5 separate regions of the Mus musculus genome follow, and regions 1, 2, 3 and 4 are each linked to region 5. A link is a contact called in public HiChIP or PLAC-seq data. All regions are on one chromosome and are shown on one strand. The core of a region is the stretch at or near the end of the contact, and the rest is flanking DNA. Distances in the headings are between cores, read along the strand shown. Region 1 has its middle 220 kb from the start of Gm20125. Region 2 has its middle 310 kb from the start of Gm20125. Region 3 has its middle 340 kb from the start of Gm20125. Region 4 has its middle 460 kb from the start of Gm20125. Region 5 has its middle 170 kb from the start of Gm32656.

Region 1 (5,778 bases), core at 1,093-3,592, 610 kb before region 5:
CCAAGGAAGTTCAAAAGATATTCTGAAGCACAAAGCAGCTTTTGTTGATCTATCATGTAAAAGCTATTGTATATAACTTATAAAATCAATATGCAATTACATGTATTTTGCAATCAAATTTTCTAAGAAATTGTCAGATTGCTTCAGAAAGGAAGGACACCCAATAGAGTTCTAAAGAATGGCTTGATTGCTTATAAAACCAGTACCTGCTTTTATAGCTCCACTTGTAGGTTGCAGTTTATTATACAAAGATATGATGATCTCAAGAGTTTGGATTCTCATATATAAAATTCATACATACAATCAAGATAATTTCTATGTTCAGTCAGAACAATGATATTTATTTACTTTATTAAGAGCATTAACTATAAAGTACAATAGATTCAGAAAAGGATAGAGAAAATGTAGTATAGTTGTAAAAAAATATATTAATTCAAGGAATTTTAGTTGAAATGCCTGTTCTTTCAATGTATTCTTTGTAGGAGACATGTGGCCAAAAAGCAGATAATGGCTCAGTGTGAGACTGAAACATTTAACACCTCCTAGCTTCATCTTGCTGTGAAACCAGTGTAGCCTAAGTCTTTTCATGAACTGTTTGAAACTACACATATGTACAGAGCTAATGTCATTGCAGTTTCAAATCTAGATTATGAAAAGCGACAACTTTATGTTTCAAGGGACTTTTAATCACAAAATTATCTGCCTATGTCATTATATGGTGGTCCTTTAAGATATTCAAAATTACTCTATTTAAAATATACATACACAGTTAATCACATTTTCAAAATATTATATTATTGACTATTGATATTATCTTCAATTTTTTAAAAAAGTCTTTTAAATACAAGAAAGTACAAAATGACTGAACTCTGTGAATACTTCCTATCAGAAATATTTCCAGGGAAACCTTGTAAACTTTCATTCCCATTGGGTTTTGATCTGTTGTATTTGAAAATAAGTCATCCTGAAGGCTACAGACTAAGAACAAACACAAAGGACGCAACAGAAATGCTTACACATTCCCAAAAAAGACTTTTCCAGTTGAAATTGACAGTGGCATCATCATGATTCAGGATTGGGAAATAAAACTCACAGGAAAGTTGTTAAGGATGCTGAAGTTGAGCATGCAACCTTATTCCTAATGGCAAAGTGAAAGACAACTTGGGCTACTTTTGACAAACACATCATTTCAATGATTCAAAGCTGAAAATATTCAGGATGAAATACCCATGGAAAGTTCACATAACTAAAAAAGAATCCAAATGTGGGGATATTTGCATCGCTAAAATTTCATTCAGTTTGTAACTAGGGTTGGGAATAGAATGCAGAATGTTAAACTGGACATCCAGACGTCATTGCTAACCACAGACTTGCATTCTTCTGCTATTTATACCCTTTGTTTACTTTTTGCATTTCCTCAGCTGGGATGGGGACTTTCTGCTTCAAGTCAATTTCACTCTTATTTTTGGCACAAAGAGTACATTTTCCCAGTACTTCTGGAAAATGTTACATCTAACAAATTCTTTGCAAAGAAATGATGGAAACAATTCTACTGAGATTTAATAAATTCCGTGATACCTGTTACCATTGACCCAAGGGATGCTTGCTCTTAAAAATATGTTTCAATTTCCACTAAAATGTCAGGAGTAATAAACAATCCTCTGCCTCTCTCACCCCAGGTCCAATGTGACCAATATGACCATCCAACTATAGTATCCCAGTCTCCCACCCCTGTCCAATGTGACCATCCAACTATAGTATCCCAGTCTTTACAATATACATGATCTTCATGATTAGCCTGGCAACAGCTCATCTATACTCCTGCTTCCCCTTAGTTTTCTGAATGATTTATTGAGAAATTCTGTCAATATTCTAACCAGAAGAACGTAATTCTGGCCCCCAATGATTGCAATTAACTCCAGTCTTCTGTCAGCCGTAATTTTCGTTTAGTGTTTAATTATATCTATTTTGTTTAATCCCAATTTTGAAAATTGTTAGTCTACAATTACTTTTCAAAAACCACCAAAATGTATGATACCTTGCTTATAAAAGTTATAGTGCTTTTGGATTAAGCACTGTCCATTAAAGGAGAGTCTAAGAATTAATTTCCAGATCAATATTCCTCCAACACCTTTATTAATTATGTTTGCAAAAAGAAGTGGCCCAATTAAAATTCTAGTGTTTGCTGTGAGGAGATGAACTAGTATTCTTATCATCAATGACCCATCCAGGACATTTTTATTTCTGTGGAGCTCAAGTTTTTAAAATTTCCATACCAGATAGCCAAATTTAAAAAAAAAAAAATAGAAGTTATAAATACAGCTTAAAGAGGAAGGAAAAGCTACTTCCTTCCTTTCAGTTTGGCCTTGAACATATTACAGCAGATTATTCTGCCTCCTCTATAGAAAGGCTTCTGTGGTTTAAAAAAGAAGCAAAAAAGAAAAGAAAAGAAAGGAAGACAGACAGACAGAAAAGACCCACACCTTTCCCTAAACTGCACTGAGCACATTGTTCACCAGTATCTCCAATAAACAATTTATACCTCAAAAAAGTAGTTTTTCCATAGTTTCTCCTCTTAGTAGAAAAGTTAAAATCATCTTATATCCTACAAACATTATGACTGACAAGGTTTGTGTCTTTATAATGAAAAATGCCTGGGACCACTGCCATCAATACTATAACTCTTTATCCTACACGAGTAATCAATTAAGCTTAAATATCCTAACTATTCGAGGATTACAACATATAATCAAGATTCCAAATTAACCTTGTGAAAGAAATCTATGCTAATTAGTTATTCTTAAATGACAATTTGTCCATGTAAGTTATTTCCAATGACAATGAATATAGGTTGGATATGCCTTTATAAAATGGTTGGAAGTCAAAAGTCCTCATGGCATTTAGAACACTTCCATTTATATATAATAAGATATATTAAAGATAGACAGCAATTATAAACACAATGCTAGCATTTTTATGACCCATACATCCAGAGTAAAGATGATGTCTTGCAATTTTTTATGCTTAACTTCTGACTACCCCTTATCATATAAAGCATTGCCTAGAAATTTCCATTGTGCTATCAAGATGGTTTTTAATTGTTTTGAATTATAGACTATTTCCTATTTCAGAATTTTGGATGACACTTGTACAGCCTATATTTTCTTGCATTCCTGTGTTATCAAATCAAGGAAATAAGAGAAACAAATAAGCTTTACATAGAAAGTCTTTCTGTGATATATAAATTATAACATTTTACATTTTATTTTAGAACCCATTTTGAGCTGATTTTGGTATCAAACTAGTTATTTAACATAAAAGTATGATCAAAAAACTTTTTAAATCAAAATTAAAAGTATTTGCCTCCAAAATTTGTCACCTTAATTCAAATCTTTGTCTTTCAAAAGACCCTACCTATCAAGTGGGTGTAAAAGAGAATACACAATGTGAAAATATTTCCAGGTCTCACATCTGACAAATAACTCACCTGACTTGAATAAAAAACTCAAAATCTGATATTAAAATAAAAATGTAATTAGACAATGAGTAAAACCCTAAAGACCTAGTTCATCCAAGGCCGCACAAGAATGAATGAACACATATATAACCACGTTCCCCATCTCTAGCAATTAGCCAAACTCACTACAGCAATATTGTGATGATAAACATATTCATCAAAATGGCTAAAATGCTTAAATCTTTTAGAACAAACGCAGGCCAAATGTAAACAAAATAGAATCCCTTGTTCTTCGCTAATCAGAAATGAAATGATATAAAGAATGATAATAGAGCCATCCTGGAAAACAAATAGTTTCACAGAAAACAAAATGTACAAGATCCATACAATGTAACAAGGACATCCTTATGCATTACTTTGACCCCAAGAAATAAAATCTTGAACTCCATCATAGTACATGAATATAACTTCATTTTTAATAGCTAAATACTGCCTGTAATCCTAGCACCTAGGAAGCCTTACCGTGAGTTCAAAGCCAGCCAGGACTACAAAGCAAGTACCAGGAAGGAATTCTGGAACAGATGGCAAGAACCTGTGCCATAAAATTAAAATAGAAAGAAATATTAATAGTAAAGACACTGTTTAATAGCTGAATATTTAAACTAGATATTATACATTCAGAACCATGGCATAGTATTCAACAACAATAATGCAATTAATTATTGACCGGTTCAACGTTCACATAGATCTCAGGACATTATGCTGAGGACAAAATCCAATTAATTGACTGAACAACCCAATCAAAAAGGTTACATACTATATATTTAATTAATCTAACAAAATAAGAAAGACAGAGTTCTAGAAATGGAACAGAGATCAAAGGTTGCCAACTATTGAGGCTACTTGGAGGGAAAAGAGGGAATAAAATAACTATGAAAATATGGCATGAAAGATATTTTTGTAGTTGTGAAATACCTGCTTTTCATGATTGAAGTAGTTCTTGCACAGAACTGCACATGGGATAAAATGACACAGAAGCACATGTGCTTAGTAAGATGCTAGCTTGTTGCACTGTGCATTGTACTATATTTATGTGAGACCAAACTCCTTGGGAGAAAACTGGATTAAGGTTGCATGAGAAGCCTCTATAGTATTTTTCTAAATCTCTATAAATCAATAAAAAAATTTAAAAACCATTCAATAGTTTATTAAAAATCAAATCCCTGAGTAAACTACTTAGTTACATTAATTTCTTTTTGAGTTGACTACATGTTTACCAGATTCTACAAGCAGAGTTGGCACCCTTTAGCCTTCAAATGTAATCTTAACATTATTAGACATGAAGAGGAATGCCTGGCATCCCTGGTCTCTACTCCCACTTCTCATATTCAGAAGCCCTGCTGTGGGGCTAGGCTGATACTGTGCTTTCTCCCCACTCAGTTCACTTCATCAAGGCTTTCTTTCCTACATCCTATTATCAGCACCAGAACTAACTAGGATGCCAGATCAAGAACTTTACCTTCTGATCCTTCTGATTGACTTGGCAGAACAATGTGACCCACACTCAGCATTCTATAGACTGGTGAAATTAGTACATTCTTTTAGATGGACAGAGTCGAGCTTAAAATTAAACTAGCAAAACAGTATCATACTTGAATGAATGAATCCCTTTCTTATTAATCTTCTTTTCTTTTTTTTAAAATTTTATAAGACAGGCCAAATATCAGGTGGAGCTGAGGGCATCTTATGGAAGAGTGGGGGATGGAACTGAGCAAACTGGAGTGGTCAAGGATACCACAAGGAGTCCTACAGAGTCACCTAACCATGGGGACTCACAGAGACTGAACCACCAACCAAAGAGCATAAAGGGGCTGGCCCTAGGCCCTCTACAAATTTGTATCAGATCTACAAGTTGGTTTTCATGTGGAGCTGTCTTTGACTCTGTTGCCTGCCATTGGATCACCTTCCCCAGGGAAACTGCCTGCTTGGGCCCACTGGGAGAGGAATGTGCTTAGTCATGCTGAGACTGGATGTGCCAGAATGGAGTGGTACCCAAGGGGGATTTCCCCTTCTCTGAGGGGACTGGTCATGGGGTGGCATGGGACTTATAAGAGTAGGACTGAGAAGAGAGAGTAGCTGCAATCAGGAGGTAAAGTGAGTGAATGAGTAAAGAAATAAATGAAAAAAGAAAAGAAAAAAAGTGGTATATAATACACTTCTGCTTTGTTTTACTGAATACTTTAATGTGGGCATGTCTGATCAAGCCATGACTTGGCAGTATATAATCCTGTGATATATATGGATACATTTGCTGGCCTGTC
Region 2 (5,962 bases), core at 3,219-5,718, 700 kb before region 5:
GGGTACTTTCTCTAGCTCCTCCATTGGGGCCCTGTGTTCCATCCAATAGCTGACTGTGAGCACCCACTTCTGTGTGTGCTAGGTCCAAGAATAGCCTTACAAGAGACAGCAATATCAGGGTCCTTTCAGCAAAATCTTGCTAGTGTATGCAATGGTGTCAGCATTTAGACGCTGATTATGGGATGGATCCCTCGATATGGCAGTCTCTAGATGGTCCATCTTTTTGTCTCAGCTCCAAACTTTGTCTCTGTAACTCATTCCATGGGTTTTTGACTGGACTCAGCCTTTGAAGTAGAAGCTCTTAGAGAGGACAGCATACATCTCTTGGCAATCTATTCCTGGCTTTTTTTCTCTTTGGCATCTTCATTACCTTGGCTAAAAGTTTAACATATTCTGGAGCTTCTCTTTGCTTCCTTAGTGTTTTATTTCTTCAGAACAATGTCAGTTTATGTTGAAAGACTCCTTAATCAAGAGACTGAATCTTGTATGTTTAGGCCCTGGGCTTTCACCTTCTTTATTTAAAGGCATTTGATAAGGAATTGGTGGGCATCATCTTCATATAGAGTTCGAAAGGTTTGCAGATTTGTCTATATCTGTAAGGCTCCAACAAACAAGGCACAGGAGTATCGATCATTCCAGGAATATATTTTCTCCACGTTTTTAATCATAAGCAAGTTGAGAACACTCAGGTGAGCATCCACAATGCATTCACAAACACACATGTGCTTCCTTTCTCCAGTTCTCCTTGGTCTTAATGAGAATGGTCCTTACTCAATAGCAGACATATTGCCATAGGTCGAGATGTTTTGTTTTCAGGGAAATGTTGTTTGACATTTCCACCATTGGTTCAACCCGTCTATCTTTCTGTTCTTCACCAGAGTATCAGCAGCTACTCCTTTGGTTGTGTACTTATCATAGAACTTTCAAAGCCTTCATTTATCATTTTCTTCAATGATATTTGAGAGCTGCCCCCTTGGAATGAGACACTCAGTTTCACCCTGACATAGGCGATCACCTAGGGGGCACTATGGAAAAGAGTAAGTTCTACAAAATAATTTCTCATTATTTATAAGATTCTACAAGCAAATACCATTGCTGAACATAAACATGTTAATTATCTCTCTTCTTTCCCCTTTGCCTAGGGAGATAATCATACCAATATTTTTTGAAAACTCCCTTATATAATAAACACATCTTTTTTGTTTACTTTACATCTCAACATGAGACATGCACCTGCATATCCTTAAAAGATATCTCCTGCATCAGTTCCTACTATTGCAAAGATACTTTGTATCAAAGACTAGTGCCAGATGGAAAATGTCAACAATCGGTTGAAGTCAATTGTAGGAAATAAAGGGGACAAATTTTGCAGGGGCTTTATGGTCCCATGTAACCAAAATATTCCTAGAGTTATTGCTGAGTTTCTAAGATATCAGGGCCTCAATAAATTTTATCCAGACTAGATGTCTGATTCTTTTGTATTCTTGCCTTGTTTCCCTTTTTAAATTTTCTTTCCTTCTTCCCTAAGGTTACAGACAGGGATGGAGTATCTTCATGATTTGGATCAAGTGTACTGCTGAAGGATCTGTCTAAGGGACCACCCCAGGCAGAATGGGGTTTCAACTTAATGTGCATATTTTTCCTTCCCAGAATTCTCTACCCTAGTACATTTTCTAAATGCTACCATAAAGCTTGTCTAGGTATGCCTAGAAAGAAAGGCATAGTTCCTTTTTCATTCCCCCTGTCTTTTTCCTTTGGATGCTGACCATAGTGTGGTGCAGTAGGAATAGTTATTCTTCTTCTAAAGATGCCCTGTCCATCATGTGGCTGCCTGCTGTGAGACTGTTCTCCATGCTGGCATATCTTCTCTATTTCTCCTTTCTTTTGTACCTTGTTGATACTTCCTAAATTTCTAATAAATTTCTTTTATTAAAAAGAAAATGTGGTACATTTACACAATGGAGTAGTACTCAGCTATTAAAAACAATGAATTTATGAAATTCTTGGGCAAATGGATGTATCTGGAGGATATCATCCATAGTGAGGTAACCCAATCACAAAAGAAGTCACTTGATATGCACTCACTGATAAGTGGCTATTAGCCCAGAAACTTAGAATACCCAAGATACAATTTGCAAAACACAAGTAAATCGAGAAGAACGAAGACCAAAGTGTGGATACTTCATTCCTTCTTAGAATAGGGAACAAAACACCCATGGAAGGAGTTACAGAGACAAAGTTTGGAGCTAAGATGCAAGGATGGACCATCTAGAGACTACATCACCCAGGGATCCATCCTATAATCAGGCACCAAACCCAGGCACTATTGCATATGCCAGCAAGATTTTGCTGAAAGGACCCTGATATAGCTGTCTCGAGTGAGGCTAGGCCAGTGCCTGGCAAATACAGAAGTGGATGCTCACAGTCATCTATAGGATGGAACACAGGACCCCCAATGGAGGAGATAGAGAAAGTATCCAAGGAGCTGAAGGGGTCTGCAACCCTATAGGTGGAACAACAATATGATCTAACCTGTACCCCAGGAGCTCATGTCTCCAGCTGCATATGGAGCATGCCAGCAGAAGATGGCCTAGTCAGCCTTCATTGGGAAGAAAGGCCCCTTGGTCTTTCAAACTTTATATGCCCCAGTACAGAGGAATGCCAGGGCCAAGAAGTGGGAGTGGGTGGGTAAGGGAGCAGGGCGGGGGGAGCTTATAGGGAACTTTAGGGATAGCATTTGAAATGTAAATAAAGAAAATATCTAAATAAAAAATAAAAATAAAATGAGACTCTAAAAATAATAATAATTTTAAAAAGTCAAAGACAAGTTTCCTCAATTTCATATGTTGTCTCCTCCATGACTCAGCCAAATTTCTGATGACTCTTATTTTCTGCCTTTAATTCTTTAATTGGTGGAGAAAATGAAGCTGATCCTTCACTCACTTAATTCTTCTACCTTCTCTCTCTTCCTTGAGATCTGTTACTTCTACATAGCCCATATTACTGGTCTTGAACTTCTGACGAGTCTGCCCAATTCTCTTGAGAGCTGAATATCTGCCAGATTCTTAACCCATGTATTAAAGTTATGGGGTTTTAAATATTTCCATAAATTCAATTATTTTTTACAAAATATATGGTTGTTGAAGTTTGTGTTTGTTTCTTGCAGAAATCATTTTCACTGTTCTCTAACAAGTTCAGCATTCCCACTTAGAAATATGAGGTATTCACATGTTAAGTTTATTAAGGGTTAGCATCAATTTAACAGACATCCAAATGGTGAAACAAGTCTAGTACGGGGAAGAAGGCCTAATTTTGTAAGGAAGGTCTGGCACCATTATCTTGGAATCAATTAGAGTACTCACACAACCCTTCAGAATCCAAGTCATAGAGTAAATTAATTCTGTAATCAAAGACACATATAATTGTCTCCCATACACACACCACACATACACACACACACACACACACACACACACGAGAGAGAGAGAGAGAGAGAGAGAGAGAGAGAGAGAGAGAGAGAGAGAGAGAATTTTCCATTCTTCTTTTATTTGCTCCTGTTACACATTAATGTATGTGGTGGTATGTATTCTTATCCTAAATAATATATATGGGGCTCAGAAATATTTATGGGGCTTAATAGTTTCAAAAGCTACATCAAGAAAAGAGTCAGATACAATTTTCACTAAAATGGACTTTAAATCATATTAGTTAATTATACAATTGGATGATATTTATGGAGGATAGTGTTTTGTGCTTGGTATAGACTTAGAAACAATTTGTTCAAATTTCCAAGAATTTCCTTCTACACTAAGGATTATAGCATCCAATAAATAGCACTTTGCATTCAAAATCAGGGTTCTAAACTGTTTGCAAAATGATAAAAAGAAAATAGATAAAAAACAAAATACCATATTGATTACCCACGGAATTGATGTTGTGGGATAAGAAATGATCTTCCTGATAACAAATTACATGATTCCTGAATGTTTTCTTAGCTGTACTCTCATCATCCAAAATGTTGTCAATCTTCTCAATGATTTACTTTGTTTATAAAATTATAGCATTTAAAGATATGACAGTATACACCAAAGTGGTGCTATCTCAGATAAAGGGTGGGGAAAAGTGACTGGTGTGGACTGCTTTTTCCCCAAGCTAAATAATAAAAATAACCCTTTCTTCCTTCCTGAGGAGAAGCCAAGGGTGTTAAAAGAAAATCGGACTTCTGTATATGGAAGAAAATGTCATGTGAGGCTCATAAGCAATGGTCGACTATTAGGAGTGTTCTGAGGCACTCTGGGAGTATTTGTTAGACTATACTGGGGTGAGGTTACCAGCACAGCTGTAGATCCTTTCTATGTCTTCTCTCAGCATATTATTTAACAAATATTTGTGGACACAGAACCAGCAGGAAGCAACTCTAACCCCAGAGCAGCTGAGCTAACTACAATCACCAAGTACAACCAGCCCTCTTGGGATTTGCCAGATTCGAGAGAGCAGCTGCTGTGCTATTCTAATACAGGGGGAAGAACATGAGTTCAAGGGAAAATCAAAGTTTTCTTTTTCTTTTTTTTTTTTTCTTTTTTCTAATTCCTCAGGGAGGACTCAAAGCTAACATCTTCCACAACTTGAAGAGGAAGGAAAATTGAGTCTGTCAAACATATTAAAAAATAGTGGATCTGTGACGTTCTTAAAAACACCTTACTGATATTTGAAATATTTGTCATATTCCATGTAAACTTTTCACCTGAGCACCATGTCTGTTCTTGCAAACTATTTTTGCTGTTTTTCCTTAGTAACTGTAGTAAGCAAATTTTCATTTTTCTTATAGCCTCAAAAATCTATGAATTCTAGGCTTGTAGATGGTGATCATGTGTCCCTGGGGACAGATATTTCCTATGTTTATACCATTATTATACTGTTCTTTCTGCTTTCACAGGAAGTCATATAAACATCATTAAGTCTATTTTATGAAATACTATCTTTATAAATGCAGGATTTATTTGACTAGGCTCCTATGACTATTTGATCACCTTTTTTGGTGTAAGCACAGTGTCATTTGCAAGTGGATTTTGTTCTACATTGAAATTGACATACAGTATAAAGTTTAAGCAGAATGATAGAGACATCTCCCTTCAGAAATGAATACAAAATGCTCAGAAACCTGCAGAGACCACCCCTACATATTTTTGTTGTTGTTTCTAACTTCTAAAACCTGTAGGGGTCATGTTAAATATGTAATTCTTCAGCCATGCCTTAAATAATGTAAAATCTTAAATAAGAGAGAAAGGTCATACACAAAGTATGTAAAGATTACTGTGAAAATTTCAGCCAAGATGTCTATGATTAAAAACAGTGCTGGTGTGAGGGTCATCTGCATAAACCAAGCAAGATATGCACAGGAATTAAGACATATACAGGTATTTTTTAGATTAGTCCTATTTTCAAGCCATCCCCAGGCTAGCGTCTTTTAAAGGATTAGTCTAGAAAACGTTTCTGACCTCAGAAAGCCTAGTGAAAGGGCAAAATCATGAAAATGACTAAAGCTAAAATATCCACTACTGGTTGCATTACAAAAGAAGAACAGTAACTTTAAGAAGAGGTATTTTATTTGGTAGATAATAATAAAATATAGTAGAGATGATAATTACAAATTACTATTTTGATCACAGTAGGTCCTCAGTTCACAAACTTTAATTACCTTTTAAGTTTATAATTCCTATACAAATTTTTGTAAATCAAAATACAAAATAATATAAAATTCTGCTGCAAGCCATGCTTTGGAAGAGGGAAATAAACTACTATTTTATCTAACACATGCTATTATTAGTTTTCTGATTGATTTTTGATAAAGTAACAGTAACAGCAAAGTTGAGAAGTAGCCTTTGTTATAAGAATAACATAAAAGTAACCTACTAGAAAGACCACAATGGAAAATTGCCCCCCTCAAAAGAGTTAAAGTGAA
Region 3 (5,353 bases), core at 1,412-3,911, 720 kb before region 5:
CTCAATTAGATGTGACCAAATTTCGGAACTGGAAATTTCATTTGATTAAGAGAGAACACCAGTTGGGACTCTGTTTCCCCATTATGCTTCAATTTCATTTAAATTTCTTTCATATATGTATGTATTTCAGGAAGCTTCTACTGTAGTAAATTTCCATACTACTCATCAACTGGTCCTTGATTTTGCTGTCCCTCTCAGTATCCACTCCCTCATCATCCTCCCTTTTCCATTTAGTCTTCTGTTAAACTACTCAACACCTCATAATATATCCATAACTACCTATTTTACTTACTTTCTTAGGAAGATATATCTGTCACCTCAGCCTAGCCCCTTTCTATATTCGTTTTTAATACATATTTCTAGTTTAAATTTTATTTACTTTATTTATATGAGTACACTGTAGTTATCTTCAGACACAACAGAAGAGGTCATCAGATCCTGTTACATATACTTATGAGACACCAAGTGGTTGCAGGGAACTGGACTCAGGGCCTCTGGAAGAGCAGTCAGTGCTCTTACCTGCTGAACCATCTGGCCAGCCCTTCTATATTCTTAACTTCTATGGGTCTATGGATTATTGCATAGTTATCATTGCCTTAACAACTAAGTGTATAGATACTCTGTTTTTCCTGGGTTAGGATACCTCACTCAAGATGATTTTTTTTTAAGTTTCATTCATTTACCTACATACTTTATGATGTCATTTTTTAACAGCTGATTAATAGTCCATTGTATAAATGGACCACATTTTCTTCATCCATTTCTCCATCCAGAGACATACCGATTGTGTCTAATTTGTGGCTATAGTAAACAGAGCACAAACATGGTTGAACAAATATCTAGGAGGTAGAATGTAGTGTCCTTCTGTTATTATTGGTACAGCTGGATCTTGAAGTAGATTGAGTCCCAAACTCCTAAGTAATTGCCTCACTGTTTTCCACAGTAGCTGTACAAGTTTTGCACTCCTGTCAACAATGGATCTATATTCTCACCTGGATGAAATCTCATTTGTTTCCTTGATCTTAGACAATCTGGTGGTTTAAAATGAAACCTCAAAGTAAGGATTTTGAACATTTCTTTATGTGTTTCTCAGTCATTTGGATTTCCTTTTCTGAGAAATTTGTGCTTATACCTGCATCTTATTTTTTTTAATTTAAGTTGTTTTCTTGATATAGATTTTTTAAAGTTTTTCATATTATTTGGATATGATCTCTTTATTAGATGTGTAGTTGGTAAAAATATTTTCTCATTCTATGGCTTGCTTCTTTATCTGAATGACAGTGTCCTTTTCTGTGCAAAAGCTTATCAGTTTCATGAGGTCCCATGTATTAATTGTTTGTCTTCATGCCTTCACTATTGCGGCTCTGTTCAGGAAGTCGTTTTAATGTCAATGAGTTCAAGGCTATCCAAACAGGTTGAGTGTACTTTGATGTACTTGTTCTCTTTGTAGTTGAATTTGTGCAGGTGTTAAGTAAGAATCTATTTGGATTCTTTTACATGCAGCTATCTCGTTTGACCATCACCATGTGCTGAAGATGTATTCCTCCAGAAGGTGCTTCTGGCTTTGTTATCAGAATCAGGTGTCTGTAGGTATGGACACCTGACTGGGCCTTTAATTTGATTCCATTTGCAACACACTAAATTCCATTGAAAAGCACATGAACCTCAGTTTTAAATTTTATTCAAAATTCTTGGAGTTAATGCTAATCATATTTAAATTTTTGTTTAACAATTGGTAGGTTTTTTTTTACTAACAATTGAGTTTTATGTAATATTATTTGGATTCCTTTACCTTTCTCTATCTATCTGTATCTCTCTGTGTATTTACTTGCATATGTGTGTGTGTGTGTGTGTGTATACATACATATGTGTGTATATATATATACATTTATATGTAACATATATTATCTACATTCATATATAGATATGCAATATATTGACATAAATAGACACATACATTTATATTGGTTCCTTCATGTATATACTTGTATTTAACCTCTATGCATATATATATCATAGTATAGATTCATATATATATATATGTGTGTGTGTACATATATATATGCATATATATTGTATATGACTTTCTGTTTGTACCTGTGAGCATCTTTATATGTACTATGTCTTCAGTATAAATGATTTTTAACTGGTAGTATAAATGCTCCATTTTTCTTTGAATATTCTGAGTTATTTATTTTACCCATAAACTTTAAGGTCAATTTATTAACATCCATTGATAAATACCTGCTGAAAATGTTACAGTTTAAAAAACTGCATTAAATACAGACACTAGTATAAGAAAAAGAGAGATCTCTAAATGTGTTTTCCTTTTCACTTAATAAGGATGATTTATTTTCAATTCTCCTTGCAGATGGTTTTGTATTTCTGTAAAACTATTCTCAAGAAGCATGACATTTTGAAATTTTTATTATTGTTATTTTTATTTTATTCCTATTATTGTTACTGGTACTAATGTTCTGCATTTATATATTGATTTGATCAAGATCTATAATTAGCTCTGAAAGTTTCATGCAAAGCTAGGGTTTTTTTTTTTTTTTCAGATAATCACTTTTCAGTGAATGATGGCAATTTTAGAGCATGTTTTCCTATATTAAGATCAGACTGTGTTGTAGTTCATTCAAGCGTTACAGGTCATGCTATGTGCACTGCTCTTATGATAGTCATAGCTGCAGTAAGTAATGTGAATTTATTTTCTACTTTCTTTGTGTGCTACATTTCTTGCTGTTTTATAGTGACTGGTTAGACCAATCCATAGATGATGGCCACATTTTAGTCCACATATTAAATACTTTCTGAGATTCCTAAATGTCTTGCTACATCATTTTAACCAAATTTCTTTATTTAGAGCTAGAGTGATGGTTCAGATATTAAGATCTCTTACTGATCTTACAGAAAACTGAGATCTGTTTCCAAATATCTACATGGTAACTTATGACTGCTTTTTCTATATCTAATTCAAAGTGATCCAATGCCCTTCTTTGAACTCCATGGACTCCTACATGCATATGGTGTGTGTGCATACACTTCAGCACATACATATGCCCTTTTATAAAAGATTTTATTTGGTTAAAAGAATTTCCAACTTTTCTCTTTTTCTGCCTTTCTGCATAAAGTTAAAATATTAATATTAATTTTTAGTACTAAACTTCTTTTAAATTTCTTAAGCTAACATTATGTTCTCACTTTTAATCTATAGTAAATCAGTTACCACACATGCACATGTGTGTGTGCATTGATTTCATTGTGTAGCTTAATAGGTTACACCAAATATTTTAATATATTGTCTTTATTGCTTTATTAGACAGTGAACACTTAAGTTTCTTATTGTTCTTGCCTCCTGTGAACAGTCCTGCAGTGAAGATTGGAATGCAGATGTCTTTGTTATGAAGTGATTTCATTTTCTTTATACATTTACCCATTGTTCCTGTTTCTGAGTTGGTTGGCAATTCTGGTTTTTAGTTCTGATGGTTCTCCATCTTATTTTCAATACTGGAGACAATAATGTATGTCCCAATCAATGGTACACATTGTTCCCTTTAGTCAAAAAAAACTTTAGTATATTCAGTAATTGTTACTCACAACATGGTATTGAGTTGTTGTGTTAGGGTTTTGGTCTTTCTGCCCTACTGGTTAATGATCATGAGCACTTTACCCACATACTTGTTGATCCTCTAAGTTGTCATAAGCATCATGATTGTCATTATTGTTTTTATTGTCATTATTGATAATTTGCTTTGTGATCTTTTAGTTCTTTCTATATAACAGACATCAATATTTTGTCAAGCACAGATTTTGAAAATGTTCTTTCCAATTCCATTGCTGGCAATCCATCCTGTTGCCTAGTTCCTGTGCTGTGTACAAGTCTTAATGTAACCTCAGTTGTCCATTATTAATTTCATGGCCTGTGACTTTTGTATTCTTCCCTCAAATTTCTTGCCTAGACCATTGTCTGAATTTATTGTTAACACTTATAAAATTTAAGTAGCAATTGCCACAAAGTAGATACTGCCGTTATTCATAATTCTTAAATATCCCTTATACTGTTTCATGACTACTGCTTCTTACACTTTTCCACTCTTCATTAGGAGACCATTGACCTATATTTAATATTACTGAAGAGGGAACCATTTTACCTAGAACTTAACAAGAATTCACTTTTACTCCTATGGTTTTCTCCACTAAATCTAATTCTGTTAGTTTCTATATATCAGTTTCTTTCAAGATTATTACAGGCAAGTCTTCCTTGGTTGTTTGAAATTCCTTTACATATGCTATTAAAGTATATTCCTAGAATTATGATTTTAATTGTTTTCTTTCACTCTATGATTTTTATTATTGTACCAGGAGAGTTGTTTAACAATTTATCTCTTTATAGATTATGCTTTGGGATATCTCATCTAAGAGATCTTTACCTAACCCAAGATCATATGCTTTATTTTGGAAATTTTATATTCAAGTTTTATATTATTTGTATGATTAAATTTAATCCTTACCTATGGTGCAAAAGACAAGATATTAATTTCAATTATGAAATTATTAAACTACCTTTTGTTGAAAGGTAAAAAACTGACTTTTCCTGGTACAAAAATTCATATACTAGAAGCTGAGAAAGTCCCTTTTTGTAGGAGTTTGCATCATCACAACTGATGCTACAGCATCTCTTGCATTTACCACGGCACACAAATCAAGGAGAATTCTCAATAAAAGCTGTGCTCCTGACTGGAAACATCATGATGGGGTTTGTGTGGAAGAAAAATCAAATTATCACAGATGTCCTATTGAAATGGTTCATTCTTAGTTCAAAGAACCAATGTTATATTGTTATTGAGAATAAAAATACCAAACAGTTGTATCATCCCCATTTCAAATTAATGCAAACTGCTTTGTCATAGTACATTTATTTTATTGTAATCTTTTTATTCTTTACTTTCATCTTATGTTTTATCAAATTTACCAGAATTCAATTAGATTGATTTTTTTTCCTTAGTCACCAACCTCTGTGCCTTGAAGAATCACACTCAGTCTGCAGTCAAGAATATTAGAAACATGTGTCCTGAGATGCTAAACAACTGCCCCAAATCACAGAGGCAGTTAAGAAGAAAATAACGACTTAAGTCCATGTGATTCATTCATTACAGTCAATACTTTTACTCCAGGTACTTTCATAATGTAATGAAACCATGTTTGCTGGCTATTAATCCAAGTAAAGTTATAAAAAGAAAATGCTAAAGATGTTAGCAAAGCAAGACTTTCTAAATACTGGGGAGGCTTTAAATTGAATTAAATAAATGTGTCTGCCTATATGATTGTTTTAACAGTTATTTTGGCTGTA
Region 4 (5,830 bases), core at 1,814-4,313, 850 kb before region 5:
AAATGTGCCTGAAAATTTTGGAAAGAAAATTAATCTATTGGAGGTACCCATAGTGGATGGAACAAGTCACTCTAAAATTAGAGATTAGAGGAAGAAATTGGCATGAGAAAACAAGACTAGAGAAATCCTGAGATAGGCAGGGATGGGGTTTGCTGTGAGGCTTGTTCTGATGCCAATGCAAAAAGGTATCTGCCCAGGAATTACAGACAGTCCTTCCTCAGTGAGTGAATGAGTAGAGGAGACATGGGGCATGCTTGAGCTGTGGATTTGCACAGATGCAGAGACAAGAATGGGGAGCATTTTATGAAAATCCAACAATTCATGGAAAGACGCAGAGGAAATAAAAATACTTCGCTGTCCCCCCTTGTTGTTGTCAAGTGCAGAATTGAGTATGCTTTAGGGTATCTATCAACAGCAAGGCTAAAAGAAGGCTTCAAGAGACAGACTAAATAACTGCACATTTAGAACCATGGGATACATTTTTACCTGGGATAAGAATCTTTAAGCAAGGGAAGAACAGTGTAAAATTTCTTTTTATAACATAACACCAGTGGCCAGACAAGCACTGATGGATTTAGATGGAGAAAAATACAGCTAGAGCCCTAAAGCACTTTCTGAGATAGAATCTACATTTGATAACTGAGCAAATACGTGTTGTAAAGAAGGGATCAGTGGAGCACAACTGTAACAGAAGAAACAGGGATTTTACAAACTGTATATTTAATCCAAGTCCCTGCTAAATCCCACCTGGAGTTTCTGCCCCTGCAACAATGCATTCACTTAGAATTGAAATAATTCCTTTCAAAATGGAAATGCTTTATTTATTTATTTTTTGGTGTTTATGGTATTCTAGATACAGTGTAAAGCATTAAAGAAGTGAATAAAATTCTACTTTTTCATGCCAAATATTCATAGCCTTATAGCAATACTAAAGTAATATTAAAAGTAAAGTAATATTAAAGTCAAGAACAAACTCATACATCAAAAGCATTATTAATAATAGAGTTGCAATGTACTACCTAGCTATGTAGTAAAGTCACTTCTTCCAGAGATGAATGAGAGAGAAAGGAAGGTTTGGTAAACAAGATAAAAGAGAGTAAACACATTGAAGATGTGCTGTAAACAATCCAGTATGTTGAATACCCAAGGAGTAAGGAAGAGACTGATTTTAGAGGAATATCATGATGAGTAGTAAGAAGGTCAAAAACTGTACATAGGAAAAACTGAATGTTGTACCATGGTTATTTCCTATGGTATCATTGTGCTCATGTTGCTAAGAAAATGTACCCACAAATGGAAAATTATTATGCACAGTAGTGTGTTTTATCATACTTCTGAAACTTAAGAATTCCAATACAAACAAAAGACTGATTTTATGTCCAGTGAATCTCTACTTCCAGGTAGCAACACTTGTGAAACCCTCAGAAAACAAAAAAAAAGAAGGTAAAACACAATGCTCCCTTCAGTTTCTTTTAAAAGATCACCAACTGCAATTACACGGATTCCATTCTCATGATTTCCTAAGCTCCGTAGACACAGCTGCTTAGTGCAACCACTTTAGTGATTAAATTTCATATCACAGTACCTATGATAGTTGCAGTGACAACATTTATAATAGATGTAATAATAAAATGACAAAAGTCAGGATCTTTTTACTACTTACATGTGTGATGCTACTGATTTAAAAAAAAAAAAAAGCACAATGTTGTCCAACTCAACCTCCAAGTCGTTTAGAACAATTGAAGAAATAAGTAAGAAAAGGCACAGCAAGAAATCAACAGGCTGGCTGAATTCCACACCTTCTATGTGGAGAAGTCATCACTTAAACCATATACTACTCAGTCACCTGCTCCTGACAGGCGGCAACTAAAGATTCTGAGCAGAACGATGCTGTCGCTTACGTGTCTATTTGGAACAACAGTTAAAAGGATGTTGATTAAGGGCTACAGATCATACTGTTCAGCAAGGGAAAATGTCTTACAAATCACCCCAAGTCCATGAGCACATGTCTGTGATCCATTACTGCTAAGACAGAGATAGCCATATTCCTAGGATCAGCAGCCTATTTGGTGGGTTCTGTGTCAGTGAGAGACCTTGTCTCAAAAAGCAAGGTAGATGCTGAAAGTACGACATTCAAGGAGTCTATGTCCATCCATACTTATGTGTATAGCAACCTCTTGACACACATCTGCACCACAAATACACACACACACACACACACACACACACACACACACACACACACACACGTGTGTGTGTGTGTGTGCGCGCATACATGCATACTTGTGCACACACTCACATTACATATTGCCAATGGTAGATTAAGTATTGGCAAATGGTAATTAGAATGCTGGTTCTGTGTTTCAAGTAGCCATTACTAAGACATAATTAGTCATGATATTACAGTGAGGGTAAATAAAAAATTATATTTGTAACTTATTCAATTTATTGATTTGAATTTATTGATTTGAATCAGTCATGTGTGTTGATGCAGAGGAAGGAATACTCTTAGATGCCAAAGTGTGAAGTGAAAAGAAGCTAGGTTAGCAATGCCAAATAAATAACTTCAGGTATATTGTCTGGGTGTGGCCATGAGATAACCAATGAAAAGGGTGGGAATGAGAGAATACATTGTTTCAGGAGAAAGGACCCAATATGTAGAACCAAGGATCATTAGAGTAGTCCAGCCCCTTGAAGATAAGAATGTAGACCTGACAGGAAATAAAGATGAAGAATAAGGAAGAGAAGTGCAAATAGTACAGATAATTTTGGAGGTGAATTGAAAATGTTCTGTAATTTAGATCTGAAAAAAAAATACAAGCTACATTGAAAAAGCCAGAAGGAATGGATGTGTAGACACAGAAGAACAGTTAGAGAAGAAGAACCAATTACAAGGTTCTGAGACTCCTACAGAAGGGCTTTTAGAATGAACACCATGACCTTACAGAATGTCATGAAATAAACTAGATAGAAGTATGACCAAGAATGGGCTATGGATGAGTGCTGTTGACACAGGAAGCTTCTATTGCACAATGATGACAGCCATCCAGCCAAGACAAAAAATGTTCCCTCTGGCTCTGCCCCCAGATGGAGCTGTGTGCTCATCAGCAGAGCTATAAAATGGCATGTCATGGGAGTGGAGGATGAAAACTGTCTCTGTAACTCTCACCATTCAAAAGTTTGTCAAAGCAGCATTATTCTTTGAGGATAAGCAACTGTCCTCTGTAGTAACTTGACACATACTAAGTGAAGTTCATCTTGCACTGAGAATCCCTTTCCCACACTCAGTGTGAAAGGGAGGGAAATATTTTCTGAAAATACTGACAATTTGCTCAGTTATTTTCCATATTTAACTTATTTAGAAAATGTCCTCAATATAATGTCTGCCGCCATCTAACATTTAACCTGTGTAGCATATACAATTTCATTGGGCTTACAACGTTTGGGAATTCCATTTTTTCACATGCAAAGGAAGATTTAATATGCAGTAGAAGATGACTCTGCCTTACAAAAATAAATGAGAAACTGCTGTTCTTTGTTCAAGGTCAAATGTCGCTTTCAATTAAATGTAGGTATTTAAGAGGGGGTCCTGATGAATGCAAGCAGTAAGCTTGAAAGCCCATAAGCATACATTCAAAGAGCCTTAGAACTCAAAGAAAAGAGTGAATGTAAATTTTCAGAACTGTCAATTTTTCATTTGAAATTTTGGTCTTTATTTCTTCTTATAATCTGCCCTAGTCAAGCACATATTTATTTCTTTCAAACCTGCTCCTTTCTTTGAAACTGTTGTTATATTTCCATGAAAATGACATCTTTGTTCTTTAGAAAATCATTCCCAGCTTATTGTCTGCCCTGAATTACAATAATCCTATATTTGTTACAATCTAATCACTTCTACAGCAACCTACTGTGAGGTTAGAAGTAAAGGATTAAAACTTCAAGTAGAAATACAAAACCACCCCCTTAACAAACCACAATATATTTTTTCAACATAAATATCCCAAGGAACAAAGAAACATTTTGACATAAGAACTCTGCAGAATATAGAAAAACGCAGCAGAACTGTTTATCAAAGTTTTCCTTGGTGTGTCAGCAGGTTCTGTGTAACTGACAGTGCTGATCCAAACGTTTTGATAGTAATAGAAGTGTTAACAGTGATAAGAACAAAAAAATATTAAACACTGTTGACTGTAACATTTCATTTCCACTGCCCTAATGCTGTTAGTGCAGAAAAATGGAACAAGAGGGAAGAGACTCAGCCACACAGCCAATGGAAATGAGGATTTAGTGGCAGGAGCTACAGAGGCATATAGGCATTAACAAAAAAGGAAAACCAAGAAAAGAAAGGAGAGAAGGAAGAACAAAAAGAGAGAGGAAAAAGAAAGTTAAACTAGCTCTGTCTTTATTGGTGACAGCAAAATTAGAGGAGATATTATTTGAAAACAAATGTGTAATAAATGAAACAGTAGTTGTATTCAAAATAATTATATTCTCTTCACTGACAAAAATATGTGACTGCTGAACAGACTTTCATAACATAGCAATATAAATGACTGTTAAATAACAATGTTAGTATAATATATTCATACTAACTTAGCACATATAAATGCAGCATTACTTTTAAAGTATGTTTTTATATTCTTCACTACATAATGCATTTTAGTGTTTACTTTGATGTCTTTATATTTCATAATCTGTTTAAGTTAAACATAATGTAAAAAGAAACAAATTATACCATAAATATACAGATATTAATATATCCACATTTTACTTGCTGTCAAAACATTTTGTGCTAACTTCTTACATTTTATAGATATTAAAATTACTAATTTAGGAATATGAATAACATAATAATCCTATACTGCCTAAGATAATCTCATTCTTGAACAATTATTTTGTGCTCTTTGAACTTTCCAACTATATACATGTTCATATATACATATATTTTTTAATTGGGCTATGTGCAGTTGTCACCCACCCCAAACGTTTATTAATTTATCATATAGAGAAAAAATACTTATTTCCATCCACAATTAGGAAAGACAAAGATGTTATTGCTTCAAATATGATATTCTCTGGAAATTATACCCTAAACCTCAAGTAGTTAATTTTGAATATGACACCTATCTTTAAAGCCTTATACTATAGGTTTAGATGTATATAATATTGAGTTCCATTTTATGTTATTAACTATATGCAATGTTAAGATTTTAACTTTTCATCCTTTAAAATAGATATTCCATTTGTGTTTAGCTATATGTACATGAAGTTGTAATTCCCCTTGTTTGAATTGTAGTCACTGTACTTTATACAAATATCAAATAATCTAAAAATTAATACAGGAATATTGGTTTAAGGTTTTGGGTTTTTTTAGAGACATAAATTTGAAGAACAATTTATTTTTTCTGAATCATGTGTATGTACAACAACATTTCTGTTTCATATGTTTATAATTGCTGCAAATTATCAAAATCACAAAATAAGAAAATAGTATTATAAAATTAGATACAGCTTTCTATTCATAATTACAGGCCTCTGGGCATGCAAATTACAAGAATCTCCAATTTTTTGTTCTTCATCATGAATCAAAATAAGCAACCAAAACAACACAATCCTGTAAACTTAACATTTGAAAGATAAAAACAGACATTAGTTTCAGAAAAAAAGACTCAAATCTTTGTTGAGGACACACGTTTTGGACAACTCTTGCTATGTGATATGCATGATTGACAGCTAGGCAGAAACACTGCTACTGTTTATTATACAACAACACTTTTTTTTTTTTTTTTTTTTTTTTAGTGCAAGTATTGTAGAGTTGTCCTTTTTGCAG
Region 5 (5,394 bases), core at 489-2,988:
AACTGCCACATGAAGGAAAACACAACACAAACTCAGTTCAGAAGCAATGGTAACTCAATCACTGGGTGCAAGAACTAGAATCCTAATCTTGTAAGTCATATTAAATCTAAGTCCTCTGGTGGCAAATCCTGGTAGATCTGCCATTGAAACCGTGAGACACTAGCAGCTCCATCTTGTCCTCATGCTATCCCAGTCCAAAAGCCCCTAACTCTCTCCTACTTCCTCTCTTCCTCTATCTAACCTGGAAGTCCCGCCTACTCACCCAGTGATTGGTCCTTTCATTCATTCAGGGGAAGGTTCACGAGATCACCTGAGTATGTGACTCATTCCTTCCTCCAGACAACCCCTCCTAGGAAAGTGGAATTAACATCAAAATACAGGCATCACTAGCACCATCTACAACATGTGTGCTTTCCCTCCTTAGATATGATAATACATTTTATTTGATTTGATTTCACAAATCCTGTAAACAGTATACACACAAAGAATACAATTAGCTAGTGTAGGCCATACACTTATGTCAATGTTCAAATAGAGTAAACATCTCCTCCCTGAAAATTTCACAGACTTCTAAAGGCAATACCTAATGACCACGTTCTAGAACATACAGAAAACAGAACCTTGCTATTAGATTATTATTCACTCCAAGACACTGTTTCTAGAACTGTCAAGACAAAGTAAATTTCTTACTTTATTCATTCAACCATTCTCTATGTAGCATATGACTAAATGCAACAGCTATTTTCTGGCTGCTGGTTATCCAATGAGAGCATTGTGAGCTTGGCATGGGTGCTAGAGTTGGCTAAGAGATTAAGAACAGTTACCGCTCTTACTACAGAGGACCCAGGTTTAGGTCTCGATGGCCAAATGAGAGTTCACAACTGTCTGTTATACCAGTTTCAGAAGAATCCAGTCTTTCTCTGATCTTGATAGACTCCCACATATGTAAGGTGCACACACACATACACATAAAATAAAGTAAATATTCAGTCAAAATGGAATGAGGGCTATGTCACAAGCTGTAAGTTAGCAGCTAGCCAATGACTAGTGATGGAACTAATAATAATGATGATAATAATAACAATAATAATAGAACTGGTGTAAGGCAGCCAGTTCTAATGCTTCTAGCAAAATCACAATATTAACAGTTAATATTTCTCATGTATGCATTTAAAGTTCCAAAGCAGGACATCCTTGCTTGATTTGAGTTTCATTATATTTATATGATAGCATCAAAAAGCAGCAAAGCCATGTGTTTTGGAAACTTGTCTTCAGGAGATTCTAACCTCTGGTTCTCAGTAATCCGGGAAATATTTAGTTCTCATTTCTCACATGAGTCTGCAGCAGACAAGGAAGAAAAACAAAAGCTGGAAAAACAGAGCAGCTACATTTTTAGTACAGTGGGTATTTAGTACCGAGCTAAAAGCAGCTCTAGTTGAGGGGGAAGTATTTTGTCTTGGTGAGTCCACAGGGTAACAACGTCTTAGCTTGCGGTTTGTGGGTTTCCTTTGGTATACTCTGTCCCTCTAGATACTTCACTGTTGTTTCCTAATTTAAAATTCACCATTTCAAAATGTTCTATGTTTTCCTACTTAATGTCAGAAAATTTCCAAACTGTTCTACTTTGATAGCAATTTATTGAAAAAAAATCATGAAAATGCACAGTTTAGAGGCTTATCTCATAGGCCTCCAGCATCCGTGTGATATGTGGTCAGTTTTTGGACTACATTGCTGTTAAATCCATGTGTAATACGATCATCATTCCTAAATGTCTACATGGATGTCTACATAGGTGATATCCCAGTGGGAACTAGCCAGCACCATCAGAGCAAGCACGGCACACACTTGTTCCCAGTTTCTCCTGGATCGTTTGGACATTCTCTCCACTCTTCCTTATTCTTCCTTCCTTAACAGGATTCAACTTTTGTTTCTTCTTCACTGGAGCTTAAACCATACTGTGACAGTGTTATGGGGTTTGCCCTTCACTTCCTTTAGCTATATCTGGCATCCTCTGACTTCTTCTTTACTGGTAACAGTGTGGTGAGCAGGGCTCAAGGGTTCTGGAGTTCTTAGAACTGGACTTCAGATAAGAAGTAACGGTGTCTTAAACATCCCTTCCTAAGAAGTTCAGAGGAACTACATAATATAATACTTCCTACATGGGATTGAAAGAATCACAAAATCACTTTGCTCAAATAATTCAATTTTATACTTAACAATTAAGAAAAAAAAGAATGTTTAAGCTTAAAACCTTCAAACATAGCTTCTCTGAATCTACAGTGACTCAGTTGCCTTATAGAATATTTAGGAGTTCTATTAGAGGTTTTTAAAATGATAGTATTGGAGAATTCTGAAAAGAAAATGGCAGCACTACTAATAAAGTACAATAAGTGGGTATCAGGATTAGAACTGCAATATCATGTTAAAATTTCTACCTAGCTTGGTTGTCTGATTTTAGACATTTAAGGACTTTGGGGGGATGTTGTAGTAACTTTCCTGTGCTTCAACTGATTTCCTAAGACTTCGGGCAAGTCAATTTCCTTCAGAACACCTCGGCTTGTTACCATTTGTGAAACAGGAATGGGAACATCTCTAAATAGAACTCTCCGGAGAGTTCTGAAGTTGCTTCAAATGAAGCTGTTACATAACCAGGAAGCAGATCTTTTGTTTTTCTTCTTCTCAGGTAAATCCACAGAAGCTCTTTCAGTGGACATAATTAGATTGCCTGTTAGACCCTAGAAGTTACTTCCATCCCAACAGGGTATTGAACTTCCAGTCTGAATCGATCTTCATCATTTGCAGGTTACCAGGGCAGTACTTACGAAAGTGCACCATCTCATTCACAGAAATACGCTGATTGGGGAGTCAATAGCACATGTAAATGTTCTCCTGCAAGGACCCTGATAAATAAGAAAAATGTGGACACACTACAGGCAACTTGTGCCTAATTCCCTGTTCCGATTGTATTTTACTGCAAAACTCTTCTGGCTTCTCTCCTCTGAATAGCACAAAATAACTAGACGTATATATACCCGTATGTACTCTGTGCATATACTTATATTGCCTCCTGGAGTCCATTTCCCCTGCTCAGAAAATTGGCAAACTATCAGATTTGAGGACCAAACTGTTTTCAACATGTAAAGTTTATACAGATTAATGCTGCTCAGTGAATTATTGTGCTATCAGCATATATAGATTCCCAATAGAGTATCAAATATTGATTAAACTATATGGTAGACACATACCATCCTAGAGAAAAGTTCTGATTCTGCTCTATATACTTGTGGTACTTTATGTGCATTACGTGAGACTTGTCTCATTCTGACAAATGACAAACGGATGCATTGAGTGTTGTAGTAGCCATGATTTCAAGATGCCCAAAGCAACCTCCATTCTTCTATAATAGGTCTCTTTCCTGGAATATGAGAAGTACTAAGGAATACTGTAAGGAGAGATTCTGATGCTAACCCCATTTCCAGAGTTGGTTCTTGATTTGTCAATATAGAATCGGGGGTGGGGGATGGGGGTGGGAGGGCAATTGCTGGGCAGAGTGTACAGGTGGGACTACCCGGCTCCAGGAGGAAAAGAGAGATTCAAAGGAAGGAGAGCGGCTTTTCTGCCATGCTTTGGAGGAAAAAAGATGCAGCACTCATGTAAAGCCATGGGGGGAACTAGGGCCTGTGGCCTCCACTACAGACAGGTGGCCAAGAATGTTTGGCGGGGGCTAAGTGAAACAAGCCACTAAGTTTAGGGAGGGAGGAGAAACAAAATAATAAATTGGTAAGGGCAGCTTTTCTAGGTGGGAGATATCTGCACTCAGCAATTGTGACAAGTAGGAAAGTTATAAAGAAACGAAGCTGTCTGTGCGTCTTTTACCCAGATTCCAAGGTCTTGGGTGGGAGCTGGCAGCATGAGCCCTCCCAGAACAAAGGAGCGTAGAAAATGAAGCTGGGTTAGGGCTGGTGGTAGACAATCCTGGAGCTAAGCAGTGTGGAACAAAAGGAAAAGGAGGGGGTGGGGGTGAGCTGGTAGCACTGGGGCAGCTCCTGGGCTAAGGCGGCAACATTTTAAAATTACACACAACAGAGTACTATAGGCAATATACCTATAACTGAGTCCCAGGTCTCATCTAGCCTCACCTTACTTAGTCAGTGAAGGCTAAGTTCTCTTGGTGGAAATATCCTCAAGTACGAGAATACTTGTGTATAAGGCAAGGGAGATTTCTGACTTTGAAGACAGTCAGATGAGGAAGACCTAGGCATGTGACTTGTAGGGGCTTAGAACACATCTTTCAGACAACAACAACAACAACAACAAAACAAAGAAAAAAAAAGGAGAATCTAGGAACATAAAGTCTCTACAACTGCATGAAATTAAATGAGCTTGTTAAAAACCCCAGATTAGAACTCAGCTCAGCCAAGAGCTTAAATGTGAGTCCCTGTGTCTTAGTTAGAGTTTCCATTGCTGTGAAGAGACAGCATGACCAGGCCAACTGTTATACATGAAATTATTTCATTGGGCTGGGTTACAGTTTCAGAGGTTCGGTCCATTAGCCTCAAAGCAGGAAGCATGGTGATGTACAGGCAGACATAGTGACAGAGTAGCAGCTGAGAATTCCACATCTTGGTCTGGGTGCAGCCAGGAGAGACTATCTTCAAGGCAGCTAGGAGGAAGGGCTCAAAGCCCACCCCTACAGTGACATACTTCCTCTAACAAGGCCATACCTCCTAATAGTGCCACTCCCTGGGACAAGCATATTCAAACCACCACACCCTGCATAGATGATATAGCCCAGCCTTGCTCACAAATTACTGTATATAATGCTGTTAGATGTTTTCCTTGGACTACTAAAAAAACTATCTGAAAACCAAATTTCTACATACTTCTGTGTACCTTTAGAAAGAAATGTTCTGGGTTGACCTCTCTAATGAGACAATTTTCTGTTTCCTTAATTACCTTATATATGAGACACTTAAGTCCTAATCAGTATAGATTCATTAACTTTAGCCCTGGGTTTTTGTTGTGGTTGCAGAGAGAAATGGGCCAATGTTTTTAAAATTCTAAGACAAGGGAATATCTGTACTCCTAAATAGCAGATTAAAGGTTAGGGTGGGTCACACCAGTCAGAATGGCTAAGATCAAAAATTCAGGTGACAGCAGATGCTGGCGAGGATGTGGAGAAAGAGGAACACTCCTCCATTGTTGGTGGGATTGCAAACTTGGACAACCACTCTGGAAATCAATCTGGTGGTTCCTCAGAAAATTGGATATAGTACTACCGGAGGATCCAGCAATACCTCTCCTGGGCATATATCCAGAAGATATCCCAACCGGTAAGAAGGACACATGCTCCACTATGTTCATAGCAGCCTTATTTATAATAGCCAGAAGCTG

What was found. HiChIP or PLAC-seq counts read pairs in DNA pulled down with a chosen protein or histone mark.
Region 1: a RAD21 HiChIP or PLAC-seq map of pro-B cells shows a contact between it and region 5, with 6 times the contacts expected there. The contact joins two enhancer-like sites. A contact is called at or near these places in 1 of 15 datasets of contacts at CTCF or cohesin (pro-B cells) and 1 of 115 datasets of contacts at active chromatin or transcription factors (embryonic stem cells).
Region 2: a RAD21 HiChIP or PLAC-seq map of pro-B cells shows a contact between it and region 5, with 13 times the contacts expected there. The contact joins two enhancer-like sites. A contact is called at or near these places in 1 of 15 datasets of contacts at CTCF or cohesin (pro-B cells) and 1 of 115 datasets of contacts at active chromatin or transcription factors (large pre-B cells).
Region 3: a RAD21 HiChIP or PLAC-seq map of pro-B cells shows a contact between it and region 5, with 7 times the contacts expected there. The contact joins two enhancer-like sites. A contact is called at or near these places in 1 of 15 datasets of contacts at CTCF or cohesin (pro-B cells) and 1 of 115 datasets of contacts at active chromatin or transcription factors (large pre-B cells).
Region 4: a contact with region 5 is called in a RAD21 HiChIP or PLAC-seq map of pro-B cells, with 28 times the contacts expected there. The contact joins two enhancer-like sites. A contact is called at or near these places in 1 of 15 datasets of contacts at CTCF or cohesin (pro-B cells), 7 of 484 Hi-C or Micro-C datasets (the C10 cell line, ECoMG-derived neutrophils, the HPC-7 cell line and 4 more) and 2 of 115 datasets of contacts at active chromatin or transcription factors (the 230-238 cell line and large pre-B cells).

What each region holds. Positions count from the first base shown.
Region 1 is chr10:16,872,944-16,878,721 of GRCm38.p6, forward strand. No RefSeq gene overlaps it. Among named protein-coding and RNA genes, the nearest start is that of Gm20125, 220 kb to the right of the region's middle. Within about 2 kb of position 2,343, at least 20 of the 459 cell types and tissues checked have an H3K27ac peak or open chromatin away from gene starts, as enhancers often do. A contact at or near this core is called in pro-B cells, where this site is marked.
Region 2 is chr10:16,785,468-16,791,429 of GRCm38.p6, forward strand. It overlaps the pseudogene Gm18039. Among named protein-coding and RNA genes, the nearest start is that of Gm20125, 310 kb to the right of the region's middle. Within about 2 kb of position 4,469, at least 18 of the 459 cell types and tissues checked have an H3K27ac peak or open chromatin away from gene starts, as enhancers often do. A contact at or near this core is called in pro-B cells, where this site is marked.
Region 3 is chr10:16,758,025-16,763,377 of GRCm38.p6, forward strand. No RefSeq gene overlaps it. Among named protein-coding and RNA genes, the nearest start is that of Gm20125, 340 kb to the right of the region's middle. Within about 2 kb of position 2,662, at least 2 of the 459 cell types and tissues checked have an H3K27ac peak or open chromatin away from gene starts, as enhancers often do. A contact at or near this core is called in pro-B cells, where this site is marked.
Region 4 is chr10:16,634,143-16,639,972 of GRCm38.p6, forward strand. No RefSeq gene overlaps it. Among named protein-coding and RNA genes, the nearest start is that of Gm20125, 460 kb to the right of the region's middle. Within about 2 kb of position 3,064, at least 23 of the 459 cell types and tissues checked have an H3K27ac peak or open chromatin away from gene starts, as enhancers often do. A contact at or near this core is called in pro-B cells, where this site is marked.
Region 5 is chr10:17,483,668-17,489,061 of GRCm38.p6, forward strand. No RefSeq gene overlaps it. Among named protein-coding and RNA genes, the nearest start is that of Gm32656, 170 kb to the right of the region's middle. Within about 2 kb of position 1,739, at least 89 of the 459 cell types and tissues checked have an H3K27ac peak or open chromatin away from gene starts, as enhancers often do. A contact at or near this core is called in pro-B cells, where this site is marked.